Regions from separate parts of the Mustela erminea genome. Here region 2 is linked to region 1. The links are chromatin contacts, called in public Hi-C maps. All regions are on one chromosome and are shown on one strand. The core of a region is the stretch at or near the end of the contact, and the rest is flanking DNA. Distances in the headings are between cores, read along the strand shown. Region 1 holds the start of DPF1 (zinc finger protein neuro-d4). Region 2 holds the start of WDR87 (WD repeat-containing protein 87).

Region 1 (4,904 bases), core at 1,761-4,260:
GTTGGAACTTCGCTCCTATTTTGCAGATGAAAAATCGAAAGTTCCAGAAAGATGGAGGAGGTTCCTACAGAGCCGCAGGGGAACACAAGACTTATGATATGACCCCTGTCCCCACACCTCTCCGCACCCCTGCACTGGCAGCCTTCCCTGCAATTGCATTTTGTTTCTTCTGTGTTTGTCCTCACCCACTAACGCAGTGGTTCTCATGCCTTGATGTCATTAGAAAGATGTGGGGGCTTGCTACGGATAGATTCTAGGATCTGTTTTCAGAGCACCCTGAATCCCTAGGGCCAGGACATGGGGGGATGGGGGGCAGGGATGGCATTTTCACACACCTGAGGGGATTCCGACATGGAAGGCAGTAAGCCACCCCTCAGAGTAGCACAGGGAGGAAAGGTGAGGTTAGTTTCTCAGTCAGACCTGGGTTCAAATCCTAGCTCTCCCTGCCCTGATGGGTGGGGGCTTTCGGTGAGGGTGTTGTCCCTCTGAGCCTAAGTTGCCTGACCTTAGGCGAGGGCTGTGTACTCTGAAGATTAGTGCGGAAGAAGGGGATGTGGGGTAGGAGGTTAGCAATGGAGCCTCCCTCAGAGGCCCAGGCAAAGCCCCCAGGGGTCTGCACACACAGAGGGTGTGCAGGATCTGTGGCCCCACTACCAGGAGGGTATCTGTCCTAGGTCTGAGGATTCAGAACAACCTGTGTGGACAAAGACTGGGGCCACAGTGCCCTCTGGTGGCCAGATCCTTAGGCTCCAGGGTTAAGAGAAGTGACCAAAGGCTTGGACTTCCAGGATCAGTGTCCCCAACACTTGGGTGACAGGAAGATTGGGCACCAGCATTCCAGGATGTCAGAACAGACAATAATTCCATGCTTAGAGAGGGCAAGGGGTCACGACTTGAAAGGATTTCCTTGGAATCTCCTCCAAAAAACCCCTCCCGGACCCACAGCCCAGGTTAGGAACCTCCTCTGGGCTCCCAGTTCTTGTGCTTTCTTACCCCAGCCTTGACCCCTCTGCCTGCACTTCCTCCCCTCTTGGCTGTAACTGTGTGGGGGTGCATCTGTTATCCCACCAGACTGTGAGCTTAAGAGCCCAGGGCAGAGCCGGCACCTCTGTGTCCAGCCTTCCTGTTCAGAGCTAGGGACTATAATAGTCTAGAAAGGAGTGAAGGTGCTTGTGAACCTCTCCCTTCTCTTCGTCTTTAGCTCCAGACACCCTGCTGGGGGCTTTCCTTAATACAGTATATTCGTTCAGGCTGTCCTCGTGTCTGTGTGCAGGAGGGCACAGTCTGGAGCCCGCCTTTGCTGGCTGCGTGCCTCAGAGCTAGAAGGTGGGGAGAGACATGGAGCAAAACGTCTGTTTGATCCGCTGATTTGTTCAACAAATAATTATTGCGCATTTACTACTTTTCAGGCCCTGTTCTAGGCAGTGGGAAGACAGCAGCGGATGGGACAACAAGCTCTGCCCTCACAGAGCTGATATTCTAATGGGTGGAGACAGATAGTAAGTCAAATAACTAAACAGGTCTACTAAATGATGACAAACTATGATAAGTATTGAAGGAAAAAGCAATTGAGAGGACAGGGTGATAGGGGAGGCCATTTTACCTGAGGCTGCATCTGAGGAGGGGACATTTAGTGAGAAACCTGAATAAAGCGAGGGATGGGGCCATGTGGATATCTGGGACAGGAACATTCTAGGCAGAGAGAAGAGCAAGTGCAAAGATCCTGTGGCTGACAGAGGACTGGTACCTTCCAGGAACAGGGAGGAAGTCAGTGTGGCTGGAGCAAAGTCAGCCAAAGGAAGGGGAGAGGGAGATGAGGTCAGAAATTGGAGGAGGGTTGCGGAGGGGATCAAGTAGGGCCTTGAGGGCAGAGGGAGGGCTTTGCATTTTATTCTAATTGTGAAAGAAGCCACTGGAGGTTTTGAGCTAGAGAGCATTGTGATGCCATATGTTTTAGGTAGCCCACACTGGCTGCGGCAGGGAGGACAGACTGGGAGCTGTCCAGGCAAAGACAGTGGTGGATGGTGCCAGGTGGACGCTGGGAAAGGGGAGGACTAGGTGGATCCTGGATCTGTTTTGTGAATGTAGAGATAACAGGATTTGCTGATGGGCTTGGTGTGTGTGTGTGTGTGTGTGTGTGTGTGTGTGTGTGTGTGAGAGAGAGAGAGAGAGAGAGAGAGAGAAGAGAGCCAATGATTGATTGCACTTAGAACAAAATCCATTTTCTTTGTAATGTCCTACAAGGCTCTACATGATCTGGGTCCTTGCTCTCTCCCCAACCTTGTCTCTCCCCTCGCTCACTCCCCTCCAGTCACAGCAGCTTTCTTACTGGTCTTTCCCTTGTCAAAGCTCGTTCCCTTTCCCCTCCTGTTGCCTGGCTGGAACTTCTCATGTCTCAGCTTGAATGCCATCTCCTCAGAGAAGCAACTTTATAGCATTCATAATTCTCTAAAATGATTTTGTCTCTTTATTTTCTTCTTTATCACCTATCTGTCTTTCTCCATGAAAAGGTCAGCTCCTTGAGGGCAGCGACTTTGTTGGGTCACTGCTATATGCCACCGTGTCCAGAAGAGTGCCTGGCACCTGGCAGGCACTGAATAAGTGAACAAAGGCAGTGGTTAACCCCTGTGCTTGTCTACACGTTGGCTTACACAGAAGAGACACCAGACCCGCAAGCACAGACAAGGATACACGACAGATCCTCGGGTCATCCACATACCCAGAGGAGACCCAGAGGCCAGGGACCACCTGCTCCCACGCCGACGGGTCCTGGAGGATGGAGAGCCCGAGATGGGAATGGAGCACCCTCAGGGAGGAGTAAAGGATGCTCTGGGACGAGTCCAGCCCCGCCCTGTATCCTCAGCAGCCAATGGGCGTGTGGTCCTCCCGGCGCCCCCTGGGACGTGTAGTCCGGCCAGGGGCGCCCTCGGGCGCCGCCGCGCGCCCCTAGACTCCACGTCCCGTCGTGCGCCGGGAGGTGCGGGGATTGGCCGAGCCCCGCCCCCGGCCCGCCCCGCTCGGCTCGCGCCGCAGCCCCAAGAATGAATGAAATCGTAGCGCGCTGGGCGGCAGAGCGGGCGGCGCAGGCCGGGCTGGGCCCGCGCGCGGCGGCAGCAGCGCCCCGGGCCGGAGGCGGCCCAGCCGAGCGGGCCATGGCCACCGCCATTCAGAACCCGCTCAAGTCGTGAGTGTCCCCGCCGTCCACGTCCCTCCATCCTGCCCCCATCCCCGGCCCTTCCCCCGCCCTCGCTGGGGAAGGGGACGCGGCGCTCGGAAGGTAGTTTAATGGGGAACCGCAGAGCGCCCCCCCACCCCTGGGGGGACCCGCCGCCCCTTGTTGTCCCCTGGGGTTGGGGGCGGGAGCCCCTTCAGGGTCGCGGGGGCGTCTCTTCTTTGTCGCTGTCAGTGAAGGAATGTGGCGCGGGCTGGGGGGTGGCGGAGGCTGTTTCCCCACCCAGAGTGGGGGTAGGGGCTTCCCTCTCCTCCTCCTCCATCTCTCCTCCTCCGCGCCTCCGGGGGCGCGGGGCCTGCCCCGGCATAGGGCTGGGAGTACGGACGCTTAAGTCCAGACCTCAGTCTCCGGGGTCCTAACCACCTTCTTTCCTCACATCAGAACCTTTCTCTTTCCCCCCTCTTTCTCTGGGGCCTCGGCTCGCGCGACCGCAGGGTGGGAGCTGAGACGTCGGGGGTCCTGTCTCCCCTTTTTCCTCCCCCGGTCTTCAGGACCTAGAAGCTCTGACGACCAGGTCAGCTTAGACCGTGGGATCGCTCCTTCTTCCTGCCCATAGACACCTAACAAGAGCATCTCTCATCCTCTTGGGGACCGGATGCCTCTGGAGAGGATGCTGGCAGCGCCCTCAATCTCGGGGGATTCCCTCCCTTTCTCCCTGTCCGCGTCCCTCCTCCGAGCGTTAGCTTCCTCCTGGGCCCGACAGCTGGGAACCTGGACGCCTGGGTTCAAGCCCAGCCCTGTCCCATCCCTCCCCTGTCCTAGCCATCCCTCGCTCTGGCCACCTCTCTTCTTTTTTCTTTCTATCTCTCTCTCGCGCTCCCTCTTCGGGATCCCGGACTCCCGGGTCCCAGCGCTCCCCACCCCCTTTCCTCTGGCGGTGACAGCGGGCTCAGAGTGACAGGCGCGCGGCCGTTCCCGCCCTCCCTCCTCGGCTGGCGAGCGCGGCACTCCCCTCCCCCTCCTCCCGGGCCTGGGGGAGGAGTCGGAGGGCGAACGCCCGCGGCGCCGCACAAAGGGGCTGGGGCGACCTGCCCCCCAACCCCGCTTCCCCTAACCGGTAGCGCTCGCCGCCTTGACCTTGAGCAACGCGTGCTGGCGGGTGGGGAGGGAGAAGGGGCGGGAGCGCCCCCCACCCTCCCCAGGGCTGTGTCTCACGGCCGGACCCAAGGCCTCCAGTGGTTTCTGGTTTCTGGCAGGGGCCTGTTGGGAGAGGAGGGGGAGGAGGGTGTCAATAGGCACGCGCCCACATGCGTGGCTTTGCGGTGAGCCAGAGAGCATACAGGGTGTGTGTGCGGAACTGGGGTCAGTGTGAGGAGGTGTGTGATGGTGACAACCTTCTGCTTCCCTCTCACTCTCTTACACACACACAGATGTGTCTGCTATGAGGAACACCCTCGAGCGGGCTGGGACAGGGTTCCTGTACAGGTTGGTGGATCTCCAGGCACTCTGGCCTCCTCACCCTGACCCTGGAGCCCAGACCTTTCGGAGGAGGCCAAAGGAAGCGCTGGAATGGGAGTGCCAGAGCCATTACTTGCCCTTCTCTGCTCTCATCCTGGGAAAGGTCTGCAAGCAAGGTTGAGGGTTGAGGGTAGGAACTGGCTTCTGAAGGAAGGTGAGAGCCAAATCCTCTTGAGGGTGGGAGAGTGGACCGTGCAGGCGCAGAGGTTCTGAC
Region 2 (4,904 bases), core at 1,741-4,240, 250 kb after region 1:
GTTCCCATCATCAAATGAAATCACAATGACAGGTTTCTGCCAACAGACTTAAACCTACACAGGGATATAATAAATTCCCTTCCCAGCCTCTTCCCCGGCATGTGCGCTGCCTCCCAAATGTCCAGGATGGCTGCCTTCCCATACAGGATATTCTAACTCACTGACACACTATAACTTTTGAGAAAGAAATGAACAACTCACCCACACTGGTAAAAATGGGCCCCCTCAGAAACCAGGACTTTACGCCACACATGTGGCCACTGCAGTCAGGCCAAGTCGATATTGTCTTCTCCGACCCTTAATAATGTTTTACAGGCATTAATCTCTGGTGATCTAAAAGAAACAACTCAACCTTGTCAGAAAAGGCCATCTCCAGTGGCCAAGGTGGACTTTTGGTGCCCACGAGATGGGAGACCATGATGGGCCAATGAAATGGTGTTTCTCTGAAATGGCAGCTCCATCCCTCTTGCTAGTCAGCTGGACCTCGGAAGGCTGGGGGAGAAGTGCAAGTCCCAAGCGTCTGGCTCAGGCAACTGGGTCACAGTTAACCCATTTGCCCAGATGGTGACTCCTGGGTCTGGGAGAAGTTTAGGTTGAACATGTTGAGTTCATGGTGCCCAAGGGAGAGTCACCAGGGGACATCAAGAAAGCAGAGGCTCTACATCTGGAGCTGGAGCTCAGGAGGTTAATACGGATTTGAGACAGGGTCAAGTGCTTGCATCCCTGGGGTAGTACATAAAGCACTGGGGTGAATGTGCTGGCTTGGGGGGAGGAGTGTGGGAGAGGTAAGCAGAGGGCTGCTGACCGCAGGCCAGTACCATCTTTTCTCAGGCTCTTACACAGCACCTGTTTCAAAATTTAATCTTTGGTGAATAAAAATTGGGGTGAGGCACTAACTTCATCCCTGCTCTGTTCTGCATATAAACAGAAGCAGCAAAAGCCTATTAAGAGAAACAAGCTATGTTTATTAAGTGCTTACTACGCACCCTGCCCTGTGCTAAACGCTACACATGAATTATATCCTGGAATCATCAAAACAGCCCTGGCACGAAATCCTGTGACTACCATTTCACAGATGGGACACTGAGGCTGGGAGTGAATGTGTGGGGGAGCTCGGGGCTGTCATGTCACAGCCCACAGTTAGACAGTCTCTGGGCCAGATGGAGAACATTGAAGAAGAACAATTATAATACATAAGAGCTGCTACTTAGTAGGAGATGGCTCTGGACTAGGAATACCATCTCAGCAAATCCTTACAACCCGCTGAGACTGATGTTGTCATCCCATTTTACAAACAAGGAACCTGAGGCTGCGGAAGAGGAAATCAACTAGATCAGAGGTCCCCCAGCCCCCGCCCCCGTGGGTCAGACCTAGACTAGAGCCAGAGCCCCACCCTCAGAGGGTCTCAGGGTCGCAGGAAAAACGCTGAATAAATGGTACCATTTATTGAATGCTCACTATGTGCCAACTGCTGCTCTAAGCACTTTACACACAATATTCTCGCTTCATCCTCAAAACTCCATGAGGTGGCTAATATTGAAATCCCCATTTTACAGATAGGGAAACCGAGCCGCAGAGAGGTGAAGCCAGTTGCCCAAGGTCACATGGCTGATAAATGGCACAGCTTAAATTTGAATCTGGGTCTCTGCCTCTCAAACCAAAGCCCCTGAAATAATTTCGATTAACAGGAGCTACTCTCCACTGAGTACTAACTACGGACTCGGCCCTTTACATGCATACCCTCAACTAACCCAATGCTGTAGATGTTAACACCTTCACCCAATTTCATTGGAGCCAACAATAGCGCAAACACGTAGTAAGTGCCTTCCATGTGCCAAACGCCTTATTCGCCATATCTCAACATCTCAACAGAATCCCCAGCAAAAGACACTCTTATTCCCGTTTTACCGAAGGGGAAACTGAGGTTCGGTGCGGTTTCCCTAGATCGCAGCTCCCGAGTGGCAGAGGCAGGACACGAACCCACCGCTACCCGACTCCCACTCCATGCTCTTCCATACATTGCTGGTAGCACGTCTCGAAAGTTGAGCCATGCAGGCACAGGTCTGGCCAGGTCCGGAGGGCGCGAGTCCCGGCGCCGCCGCCCCCCACAACCGGTGCCCACACCCGGCCGTCCGCCGGGTCTCCAGCCCGCGCTGACCCTCGGGGTCCGAGTGGACACCGATTCCCCGCCACCCTTGCGTGAGGCCGCCCCGGCACCCGAACCCACATACCTGGGCGTCCCGGCTGCCCGCCCCGCGGGCCCCACGACCGCAGCGTCCGGCTCCGCGCCGTTCGCTGGAGACACCGCCAGCTCGGGTGGCCCGAGTGACTTCCAGGCTGCCCACTTCCAAGCCTTCTTCGCGCGAAGCCTTCTGGGAACTGTAGTTTCGCCCCAGGCAGCAGCAAACGGGAGAGAAGGGGGAAAAAAAAAAAAAAAAAAAAAGCCTAGCGCGCAGGTATTGCCGGGACCAGTAGGCGCAGCCCCGCGCCGCCTTCTGGGAATGGTAGTCCACCTGTCGCCTCCGTGCCGCTCCAGTCTCCAGAGCACTTCCGCAGCCCCGAGGGGCGTGAGGGATGGAGGCGTGTCTTCTGCAGACTCCAGCCCCGTGGCAGAGCTCTGCGCTCTGCAAGAGCGGCTTTTCCCTTTCTCCCAGCCCTGTCTGCCTCCACCCTTTCTCTGGCGGACTCACCCCCTCTCTCCGCTAGGCGCGAGGTACTTACCCCGAGGGCGCGAGCCTCGGGAGAGGCGGGGACAGCGGAGCTGTGCGCTAGACCCCCAGTGGAGGGGAGCGGCAGTGGAGGGCGTCTTTGCGCGCTCGCGCACGCGCGCTCGCCGGCCAACACCGGCCTAAATGCCGCGGGCCCCCGCGGGGGAGACTTTTTTTTCCCTTTCGAACGCGCGCGCGCGCGGAAGCGCGCGCTGAGCTTCTTCCTACCGGGCGCGCGCGAGTGCGCACGCGCGCTCACTCCCTTCGCCTGGGTCTGTCTACTGGGCGCGGTGTTGGAGGGTAACCGCTCGGTTCGCGGAGTCTTCCCGCGGCATCCCCAAGGTCGCTATCCAGGCGCTCCTTGTAGGTCTGCTCCTTCACACAGGAGCTCCCGGGTATCTCCACACACGCTGTACCCGTCCCTTGTCGGGAGTCCTGTCGTCGCAGGTAATAGGCAAGGATGGCTCCAGCCTTGAACACGCGGTCACGCCCTCCTTCCCACGCACGCCAAGGGCCGGGACGCCCGAGCTTGTAGGGACTCGGGTGTGGTGGCCTCTCGCCGGCCGAGGCATCTCCAGAGCTCTTTCCTCCATGGGAACCTCGGGACCACCATCCAGAGGGCTGCCCTGGAGGCCCTGTGAGCCACCTTTCAGTCGTTGATCACACATTCTGAGGGTGTCTGGTGTTAATGTTGAGTACCTACTGACTGGGAATTTTGTTCAAATTTAGTTCACCTGCAGAAATAATCAAGAATCCGACCCTTAAAAAAAAAAAATGGATGTTACTTCAACTCCATAGGGGTTACCCAGGGGATTGCTGAAGCGCAAGGTCCTCGAGCAAGAAAACCCAGTCAATAACATTGCTTCCTCCAAGAAGATGCTCAGTAAGACTCGAAACTGGAAGCGTATATTCTTCCTGGGAGAGGGCAGAGGGTCATTCATTTGCACATTCATTCAACAGAACTGTATTTAGCCTCTACTTCATGCCAGGCTGGGTGATTGTGGGACAGTGGGAAGTTAAGACAGGGTTCCTACCTGAGGGAGCTAAGTCCAGTGGGGGTATCAGACCATCACCAGAGAGAGACAATCTAAAGCAAGACTATCTGACACAATTATAATGCAACCACATATGCCATTTTAATTATTACATTAAAAAATTAAAGGAATGGTTGAAATTAATTTTATATTTTATTTAACCCACTATATCCAGAATAAGTTATGCTTAAATGAGAAAACATTTACATGGCTCCAATTTTAAAATTTCATTTAACTAAAATAAAATTAAAACTCTGAGGCATAAACAAAGATACTCATTTGTGGCATGGGTTGTTGTAGCAAAAGGTTGGAAACTGCCCAATGTCCATTAATAGAAGGTTGGATAAATAAATGATCAATACCATGCCGCTGGCAAATGCTGAAAAATGAGACCGAGCTATATGTATTAATATGAGTTCATCTGTAAGATATATTAGGTGAGAAAGAGGTGCAGAACAGTGTGTAGTGCACCACTATTTGTAAGGGTTATCTTTCACATACACACTTGGGTATGTACAGAACAGCTGTGGAAAGATACAACCACCGTTACCTTTGTGAAGGGGAAACAAAGATAGGCTATCATGTGTGAAAAGGTGACTTTTTCAATCTATGCTCCATAGTATATTTTGAATATTTTTTTTTACCAAGTCCATTTTTTAAAAAAGATTTTTATTTTATTTATTTGACAGAGAAATCACAAGTAGGCAGAGAGGCAGGCAGAGAGAAAGGAGGAAGCAGGCTCCCTGCTGAACAGAGAGCCCGATGTGGGGCTCAATCCCAGGACCCCGATATCATGACATGAGCTGAAGGCAGAGGCTTAACCCACCAACCCACCCAGGCGCCCCATACCATGCCCATTTTAAAAAGTTTAAATGGCGGATGTTAGCTAAGTCATAGAATCATCATAAGAATTCAATGAAACAATGTATTTAAAATGCCGACTCCTTTTCCAAGATTGCCTGTGGCATTATAGCCCCTCTGGCTAATTAACTAGGCCCTTTGATACTGGGTTTCTGCATCCCTGTCCCCTACTGTGAGAGCCACCTATGAGGCCATGGGATTCATGCAGGGCATTATCTCGACAGTGGAGCACACATCGCCCTCCATTTGGGTGGCCAAGTCTCCTTGCTATATATACTCAGCACTTTTTTCCTTTCCTTCT

The links. A called contact is a pair of places that touch in the nucleus more often than the background predicts.
Region 2: a Hi-C map of fibroblasts shows a contact between it and region 1, with 4 times the contacts expected there. The contact joins the promoter of WDR87 here to the promoter of DPF1 in region 1. A contact is called at or near these places in 2 of 3 Hi-C or Micro-C datasets (fibroblasts and spleen).

The regions. Positions count from the first base shown.
Region 1 is chr19:16,232,052-16,236,955 of mMusErm1.Pri, forward strand. It overlaps DPF1 (zinc finger protein neuro-d4), which reads left to right and starts at 3,011. Exons shown (of 11, transcript XM_032325936.1): 1 at 3,011-3,184. The coding sequence starts at 3,042.
Region 2 is chr19:16,483,424-16,488,327 of mMusErm1.Pri, forward strand. It overlaps WDR87 (WD repeat-containing protein 87), which reads left to right and starts at 2,991. Exons shown (of 6, transcript XM_032326307.1): 1 at 2,991-3,155. SIPA1L3 (signal-induced proliferation-associated 1-like protein 3) reads right to left here and starts at 2,407. Exons shown (of 21, transcript XM_032326312.1): 1 at 2,232-2,407.